Regions from separate parts of the Sus scrofa genome. Here region 2 is linked to region 1. A link is a contact called in public Hi-C data. All regions are on one chromosome and are shown on one strand. The core of a region is the stretch at or near the end of the contact, and the rest is flanking DNA. Distances in the headings are between cores, read along the strand shown.

Region 1 (4,298 bases), core at 924-3,423:
GCAAGGCCGAATCCTTAACCCACTGTGCCAGGCTGGGGATTGAACCTGTGTTCCAGGACTCCCAAGAAGCCAATGATCCCACTGCACCACAATGGAAACTCCAGAAATAGCAACTTTATTTGGAAAGCCAGTAGAATGAGAAGGTGGATTCCTGTCTCCATTTTCCTCCAGTTAGTATTCAGGCTTCTTTGATACTGAAAGGGGAGGGGGTGTGGTTGATCGTTGCAAACTTCTTTTTTTTTTTTTTTTTTGTCTTTTTTTGCCTTTTCTAGGGCTGCACCCACAGCATATGGAAAAAAAAAGACAAAAAGACAAAAAATAAATAAAATATTCTTTCCATTATGGCTTACCCAAGGATTCTTTTTTCTTTTCTTTTTTTTTTTTCTTTGTCTTTTTGCCATTTCATGGGCCGCTCCGGCGGCATATGGAGGTTCCCCGGCTAGGGGTCTAATCAGAGCTGTAGCCACCGGCCTACCAGAGCCACAGCAACTCGGGATCCGAGCCGCGTCTGCGACCTACACCACAGTTCACGGCAATGCCGGATCCTTAACCCACTGAGCAAGGCTAGGGATCGAACCCGAAACCTCGTGGTTCCTAGTCAGATTCGTTAACCACTGCGCCACGACCGGAACTCCCAAAGATTCTGAATATGGTTCCCAGTGCTATGTAAGAGGACCTTGCTGTTTATCTGTTCTATATGGGATAGTTTGCATCTACGAACCCCAAACTCCCACCTCCCTTCCCCTTGGCAACCACAAGTCTGTTCTCCTTGTCCATGAGTCTGTTTCTGTTTTGTAGATAGGTTCATTTGTGCCATATTTTAGATTCCGCATATAAGTGATATCATACGGCATTTGTCTTTCTCTTTCTGATTTACTTTGCTTAGTATGATCGTCTCTAGGTCCATCCATGTTACTGCAAATGGCATTATTTTGCTCTTTTTTATGGCTGAGTAGTATTCTATTGCGAATATGTACCATGTTTTTATCCATTCTTCTGTTGATAGACCTTTAAGTTGTTTCCATGTCTTGGCTATTGTGAGTAGGGCTGCTGTGAACATAGAGGTTTGAATTATTGTTTTGTCTGGATATATGCCCACGAGTGGGATTGCTGGGTCATATGGTAATTCCATTTTTAGTTTGAGAAAGCTTCTTTTTGCATCTGTTAATTTTCTCTCTTTTTTTTTTTTTTTTTTTTTTTTTTGGCCACCCCATGGCATATGGAGTTCCTGGGTGGGCTGGATTAGATCCAAGCCACCGTTGTGATCTCCACCTGCAGCAACGCTGGATCCTTTAACCCACTGTGCTGGGCAGCGGGAACTCCTGCATCTGTTGATTCTCACTTGCCTCCAGCTCAAAATAATCCTTGTTAAAGTGGTACATTTGGGGCTATATTTCTGATCCCTTCATTGCCACAGAGGTCCTAAAAATTCCTAGAAAATGAGATTCCTTGAGTGATGAAAGTGTTTTTCGGCTGCTAGGGGAGTGGCTCTTGGCTGAGGGGCCTCTTGGTAGTTTCAGAATGGGGCCTGGTCACCAAGAAGACCAAGTGATGATTAAAGTTTTAAGATTGTCTACTCTATGCCCTGGCCTTTGGGGATGGGAGAGGGGCTGGAGATGGAGGTCAGTCACAGTCATTAGTGGCCAATGATTGAATCAATTGTGTGCGTAGGTAATGAAACCTTCATAAAACCCCTAAACAAAAAGGGTTTGTTGAATTTCTTCTTCTTCTTCTTTTTTTTTTTTCTTTCTAAAGCCACACCTACAGTACATGGAGGTTCCCAGGCTAGGGGTCAAATTGAAGTTGCAGCTGCTGGCCTACGTCACAGCCACAGCAACAGCAACACCAGATCCAAGTCATGTCTGCTACCTACACCACAGCTCACAGCAATGACAGATCCTTGACCTACTGAGCAAGGCCAGGGATTGAACTCGCGTCCTCATGGATGCTAATCGGGTTCGTTAACCGCTGAGCCCCGACAGAAATTCCAATAACTCTTTAAAAGCCATATATGGGTCTTAACAGGGACTCTGCAAACCATCTTTCTTCTTTGCCAGCTGGCTGTTGTAGACTCTGCCGGTAGGGGGCACCAGAGAGACTGTAGAAACCTGGAGGAAGCAATAAGACTGGGCTCTTCCTGTTTGCTTTCTCTTGTTTATTTCCTGTCAGTTTCTTGTCCCCATTCGCATTTCCCAGCACAGCCTCTTTATCCCAGCGGAGACAGTTCCTTCCTGTAGCAGCAGCTGCTGAATCTAGTTTACAGGGTTTGGTTTTTTGTTTTTTTTTTTTACAAATCTTGCACACCCTCAGAGATGCCATCCGCATGTCAACAACCTTCCAGAGAAGATTCTAGTCCCAGGTGGTCCTCTGCGCTCAGACACACCTGCACCAGCAGAGCAACACCCACTCCTCATTGGCTGACTTTCATCTTCAGTGAGGCTCTCATCTAAGTGTTTAGTTTTCATCATTCTAACCTATATCCTTTGTTTTTTCTGGACCGGGATCTTTAGCTACTTCCCGTAGTTACTACCACCATGATACCCTAGGGCTGTCATATTGCCTTTTCAGTTGCCTAGTTACCAACCCTTTATACCTAGCAACATTTCTTTCTTTCTTTTTTTGGCCACACCCACAGCCTGTGGACGTTTCTGGGCCAGGGATCAAAGCCACTGCAGGGACAACACGGGATTCTGAACCCACTGCACCTCAAGAGAACTCAAATAGCCTTTTTTTTTTTTTTTTTTTGGTCTTTTTGCCTTTTCTGGGGTCGCTCCCGCGCCATATAGAGATTCCCAGGCTAGGGGTCTAATCGGAGCTGTAGCCACCGGCCTGCACCACAGCCACAGCAACTCTGGATCCGAGCCGCATCTGCAACCTACACCACAGCTCACGGCAACAGCAACCTGCATCACAGCTCACGGCAACAGCAACCTCATGGTTCCTAGTTGGATTTGTTAACCACTGAGCCACAACGGGAACTCCCTCCAATAGCCTTTCTTTACATGAAATCATCTTTGTTAAAATAACTGGTGTGATTTCTATCTCCTGAAGATACCTTGACCAACGCCAGGGTTTGCAGCAGGAAGCGGATTCTCAAAAATGGGGTTTGGGGAATTGTTTAGTTGGTTTCTAGGGTTCGAACCCTGTAATGATCTCCTGGCTAAGAGGTAGGATGCTTGTATCCACAGTCTGAAGCGGCATCGTGGGGAGTCATGCATTCGCACCACGTCGAGGTACCAGTGAATGGGGTGACTTGGGGGTTGAGTGGCTGCTGCATTTCACCACTATGGCACTAACAACAGCCGCAAGGACAGAGTGTTCAGTGGCTTCTTCTGAGTGCCCTCCCTGACATGCTTTTTTTTTTTTTTAATATGTGTTCCTTATTTTCCTTTTTTTTTTAGGGCCTCACCTGTGGCATATGGACATTCCCAGGCTAGGGATTCAATCAGAGCTGCAGCTGCTGGCCTACACCACAGCCACATCCACGCCAGATGCGAGCTGCATCTGTAACCTATGCCGCCACTTGTGGCAATGACAGATCCTTAACCTCCTGAGTGAGGCCCGGGATCGAACCTGCATCCTCATGGACACTGTGTTGGGGTCTTAACCCGCTGACCCACAACGGGAACTCCAGGACCCCTGACATGCTTAATGAAGGAATATTATGAGCATAGGTCTTTATTTTTTATTTATTTTTTTGTCTTTTTGCCATTTCTTGGGCTGCTCCCGTGGCATATGGAGGTTCCCAGGCTAGGGGTCTAATCGGAGATGTAGCCGCTGGCCTACACCACAGCTCAGGGCAACACCAGATCCTTAACCCACTGAGTGAGGCCAGGGATTGAACCTGCAACCTCATGGTTCCTAGTCGGAGCCACAAGGGGAAGTCCATGAGCGCTGGTCTTTAAACTTTCAGCTCCAATCACAGTCAGAGAGCCAAAGAGTTTCTACGAAAACCGTAAAAGAATTTCATATTTCTTGTAAACACAGGGCCAACACAGCTGAAAATTCTGCATAAACCAGAGGTGCATGGGTTCCAGAATCACATACAAATTTGAATTTAAAACTTCGCTAACTTTCTAACAGGAAGTTTTGGGCATTGATTGGGAAGGTGTGGGAACCTGAGTTTTACAGTGGTGACATCTGGTTGAACACAACTAAATCTGAACCTCTTGAGCCTCCTCTGTTCCCACTTTTCCACACTGGCTACCGACTCATTCCCCACTCGCCTTTTCAGTAAAACGCATCAAAAGAGTGATCTAGGGAATTCCCATTGTGGCTTAGCGGGTTAAGAACCTGAC
Region 2 (4,516 bases), core at 1,524-4,023, 77 kb after region 1:
GAGCCTAGGACCCAGGTGCCACCCAGATCTGCTGCCTCGCCCTCAGAAAACTGGCCCTGAAGGGCCAAGATAGGAGGTGTCAGACAACCAAGCAGCCCAGGAACCCACAGGGTAAGTCTGCCCCAGGGGATTCTGGGAAGTGTAGTTCCCAAATATCAGTGACCAGGTATCCTAACTTTCCATCCTCATGGCCATCCTGCAGGCTTACCCTCAGCTCCTTCTTCAGTCTCTCTATGTTGCGGATATTGGTTAGTTCTTCAAGTCCCACAAGAAGAACCTAGAAGAACCACACAGGAGAATAGGGGCCCTGGACAATGGGAATAAGAGAGAAGGGGCTGGGACTCAGATTCTTGTGTCTGAGGGAGGAGGAGAATGGGTATCTAGACCACTCCTTAGTCCGAGGCAGGATGGACTGAGGGTCAGGGTTCCTGGCTTCCAGAGGAGGGTGCTGGGGGTCTGGACTCCTGGGTCTAAGGGAGATGGATGCTGAGCCCTGAGATTCCTGGGTTTGGGAAAGAGGGTTGGGGGGTCTCACCATCGCCCCAAACACCATCTGGAGTAGTCTCTCCAGCCTCAGCTCCGAGGTGCCCTCTTCGGATGACAGAACAATGAGCGTGATGCTGTGAGCAAGGAAGATGAGAAGGAAGACATGAGTCCAAGCCCAGGAAACAGGCAGGGAGCAGAGTAGGGTCTGCCTTTGATCCTGGATGTCAGCCACATCACATCCCAGCAAAATGTGCTTCTCATGCTGAGAAACAGGGTTCGGAGTTCCCAGCGTGGCGCATCAGAAATGAATCCGACTAGGAACCATGAGGTTGTGGGTTCTATCCCTGGCCTCGCTCAGTGGGTTAAGGATCCGGCATTGCCGTGAGCTGTGGTGTAGGTGGCAGACACAGCTCGGATCTGACATGGCTGTGGCTGTGGTGTGGGCTAACAGCTACAGCTCCGATTGGATCCCTACCCTGGGAACCTTCATATGCCACGGGTGCAGCCCTGAAAAAAACAAAATAAAAAGAGAGAGAGAAACAGGGATTGGGACGTAACTAACAAAGAGTCCACAGTCAGGTAAAGAGCTGGATGGTCTCGGGTCATCTTTAAAAGGGGTTTTCACCCTGGCCCTGTCCCCAGGATACGGCTTGGAGACCTGTCATGGAAACTTTTCCACACCACGGTTGTGTCCTCTGTCCTCGCAGAGCTCAGCTGCACCTCGAGGTTCTGCCCAAACATGTGAACTCCATTGAGGGAACCGATGACAGAGAATGGGAGCTGGGGAAAGATGGGAACATTAGACAGGAGCCTCCAATCCCCTCCTCGAGAACAAGTTACTGAGGCCCTCATCCCCCTCCTCTCTCTAGAAGCCCTGGCCACTCCTCTTCAGGGAACCAGGATCCCTGGTCAGTTGCACTCTGGACCCTCTAAACGCAACTCTGAATCTTCCCCAGCCCCTACGGGTTTGAAGACCCAGAGTCCAAGTTTCTAACCCCTTCTATATCTATTTCACAGAGCCAGGCGCCCGGGCCCCACCTGTTGGCGGGCGGGGGCGCCGCCGCGGCTGCTCCTGCAAAACAAGGGTACCCCGCTGGATGCCGCGAGGCATAGCAGATGTACCATGCCCTCGGTCCCCTCCTCCCCCATCTGGAAACCCGCCTTCCAGTCCCCTCGTGGGGACAGTCAGTGCCCGCCTTGTAGCATGCCCGTAGTCACACTAAATCGGGCTGCAGTCCAAAGCCGCCAAAGGGCGAGATGGGCAGCTGATTGGAAGGGGACTAGGTTCCCGCTTTCTTCATCCAACTCAAATCCATCGCTTAACCCCTATTCCAGCACTTCCCCCGAATCCCGCTAGGCTCTTCCGCCCCAGCCGGAAGTCACAATACCCCGAACAAAGATGGAGGCTAATTCTATTTCCGAAGTTTTGTAGGCGCTTTTTGAACGGGTTTCCCTCTATTTCTTTAATAAACAAAACGAAGTGCTGGGCTTGGAGGTAGTGACCGCATCAAGGCCGTTGCCTAGTAATCATCATATAGATTAGTACGTTTCACATTCGTAATTGATAAACAGCGTGGCCACACTCAAAGATGGCGACGGTGACAGGGCGTTGCCTAGCAACCACCCTGGTTCAGAGGTCCATTTTGTAGCTGTAAACACTAACCCCGCTCAGAGATAGCGCCAGTGCCTGGCGTTTCGCAGCGCCCACGACTCAGTCCAAGTTTCCTTCTAAGGCTGAGCAGCTGTGCCCTGCTCAAAGACGGCCGCAGGACGAATCCCTAGCAACTTTCCTTAGAGCAAAATCAAAACGACACTCTGCCCCCCCCAAACCTTGGGGATGGTTTGGTCCGGCGAGCGTTGCCTAGTAACCACCAGACGAGAGGGTTGCTTTTATTAGAAAAAGAAAGATGAAGTGCTTTATTTTCCAGAATCATAGAAATATTGTTTCTCATGAGTTTATACATGAAAGTGTATCGTGCAGAATGTGAAAATATTTCTTCTAAAATCCTTTCCCTAAAATATGTTGAGAGTTTACCACATAATCGCATTTTCACAAATACGACTACTATACTAACGTTGCTTTCAAACTTTTTTCTATCAAATCATATAAGTATACATTGTCTTTTAAAATTTTATGTATTTATGTATTTTCGTCTTTTTAAGATGTCCTATTATAACCTATATTATGGATGTAACAAAAAAATTTAGCTGATCCTATAGTGACATATATTAGGCTCTTAACTCCCTGTTTAAAGTGATAAATTAAATCATCACTGAGTTATCAATTTGATTGATCTTTTCTCTTTTGTGAGAATTTACCTTCATTTATCCAAACATATATTAAAATATATTGTGATAGGAGTTCCTGTTGTGGTGCAGTGGTTAACGAATCCGACTAGGAACCATGAGGTTGAGGGTTCGGTCCCTGCCCTTGCTCAGTGGGTTAAGGATCTGGCGTTGCCGTGAACTGTGGTGTAGGTTGCAGACGCGGCTCAGATCCCGCGTTGCTGTGGCTCTGGCGTAGGCCGGTGGCTACAGCTCCGATTCAACCCCTAGCCTGGGAACCTCCATATGCAGCAGGAGCGGCTCAAGAAAAAGGCAAAAAGACAAAAAAAAAAAAAAATATATATATATATATATATATATATATATATAGTGATATTTAAAATTTTTTTCTTTTAAACGTTTTGCCAGCATTCTGGATTTGATTTCTAATAGCTGTGAAATATTAAGACATTTTAAGATAATAATGTCTGATAAGAAATGTGAAGACAGGAGTTCCCGTCGTGGCGCAGTGGTTAACGAATCCGACTAGGAACCATGAGGTTGCAGGTTCGGTCCCTGCCCTTGCTCGGTGGGTTAACGATCCGGCGTTGCTGTGAACTGTGGTGTAGGTTGCAGACGCGGCTCGGATCCGCGTTGCTGTGGCTCTGGCGTAGGCTGGTGGATACAGCCCCAATTCGACCCCTAGCCTGGGAACCTCCATATGCCTCGGGAGTGGCCCAAGAAATAGCAACAACAACAACAAAAGACAAAAGACAAAAAAAAAAAAAAAAAAGAAATGTGAAGACATTCACCCTGCATATTAAATTACATTAAACCTCTAGAGGAATAAACAGGTGCATAAAATAACAAATGAAGCTAAATGTCAAATTCTCCCCATAGTTCCAAGCATCTCTTTAGTCCACTTATATTTATTGTGACTACTATTGTATTTAGATTTATTTCTACCATTTAATTTTTATATTTCTTGTTGTTCTGCCTTTTAAAGATTTTTTTTCCTCCTTTTTTTTGGCTCTGCCAGTGGCAGGTGGAAATTTCCAAGCCAGGGACCAAACCCACACCACAACAGCAATCAAAGCCACTGCAGTGACAGTGCCAGATCCTTAACATGCTTCACTACAAGAGAAGTCCACAAAAGACGTTTTGAGATAAATTTTTTTTGGGTCTTTTTCTAGGGTTGCACCTGTGGCATATGGAGGTTCCCAGGCTAGGGGTCCAATCTGAGCTGTAGCCGTCAGCCCACACCACAGCCACAGCCATGTCAGATCCGAGCTGTGTCTGCGACCTGCACCACAGCTCACGGCCAACACTGGATCCTTAACCCACTGAGAGAAGCCAGGGATGGAACCCGCAACCTCGTGGTTCATAGTCAGATTCCTTAACCACTGAGCCATGACAGAAACTCCAAGATAAATTTGATCATGGATTTAAGTGTTTGACCAGACTAAGAAATAATTTTTTTTTTTTTTTTTGGTCATTTCCAGGGCCTCACCTGTGGCATATGGAGGTTCCCAGGCTAGGGGTCCAATCCGAGCTGTAGCCGCTGTAGCTGTAGCCACAGTCACAGCGACACAGGATCCCAGCCTTGTTTGCTACAGCTCACGACAACGCCAGATCCTTAACCCACTAATCGAGGCCAGGGATTGAACCCGAATCGTCTTGGTTACTAGTCAGGTTTGTTAACCACTGAGCCACGATGGGAACTCTAGATGGCAGGGTGGTGGTGGTGTTGTTTAGCCACACCCAA

Evidence for each region. Hi-C and Micro-C count contacts between places; a contact is called where the count stands out from the background.
Region 2: a Hi-C map of skeletal muscle shows a contact between it and region 1, with 3 times the contacts expected there. The contact joins the promoter of FUZ here to the enhancer-like site in region 1. A contact is called at or near these places in 10 of 47 Hi-C or Micro-C datasets (alveolar macrophages, blood, brain and 5 more) and 2 of 2 datasets of contacts at active chromatin or transcription factors (alveolar macrophages and skeletal muscle).

What each region holds. Positions count from the first base shown.
Region 1 is chr6:54,751,223-54,755,520 of Sscrofa11.1, forward strand. No RefSeq gene overlaps it. Among named protein-coding and RNA genes, the nearest start is that of CPT1C, 21 kb to the left of the region's middle. Within about 2 kb of position 2,174, at least 27 of the 83 cell types and tissues checked have an H3K27ac peak or open chromatin away from gene starts, as enhancers often do. A contact at or near this core is called in alveolar macrophages, liver and skeletal muscle, where this site is marked.
Region 2 is chr6:54,827,652-54,832,167 of Sscrofa11.1, forward strand. It overlaps FUZ (protein fuzzy homolog), which reads right to left and starts at 2,774. Exons shown (of 11, transcript XM_003127337.4): 1 at 1,525-2,774; 2 at 1,145-1,266; 3 at 536-620; 4 at 209-277. The coding sequence starts at 1,635.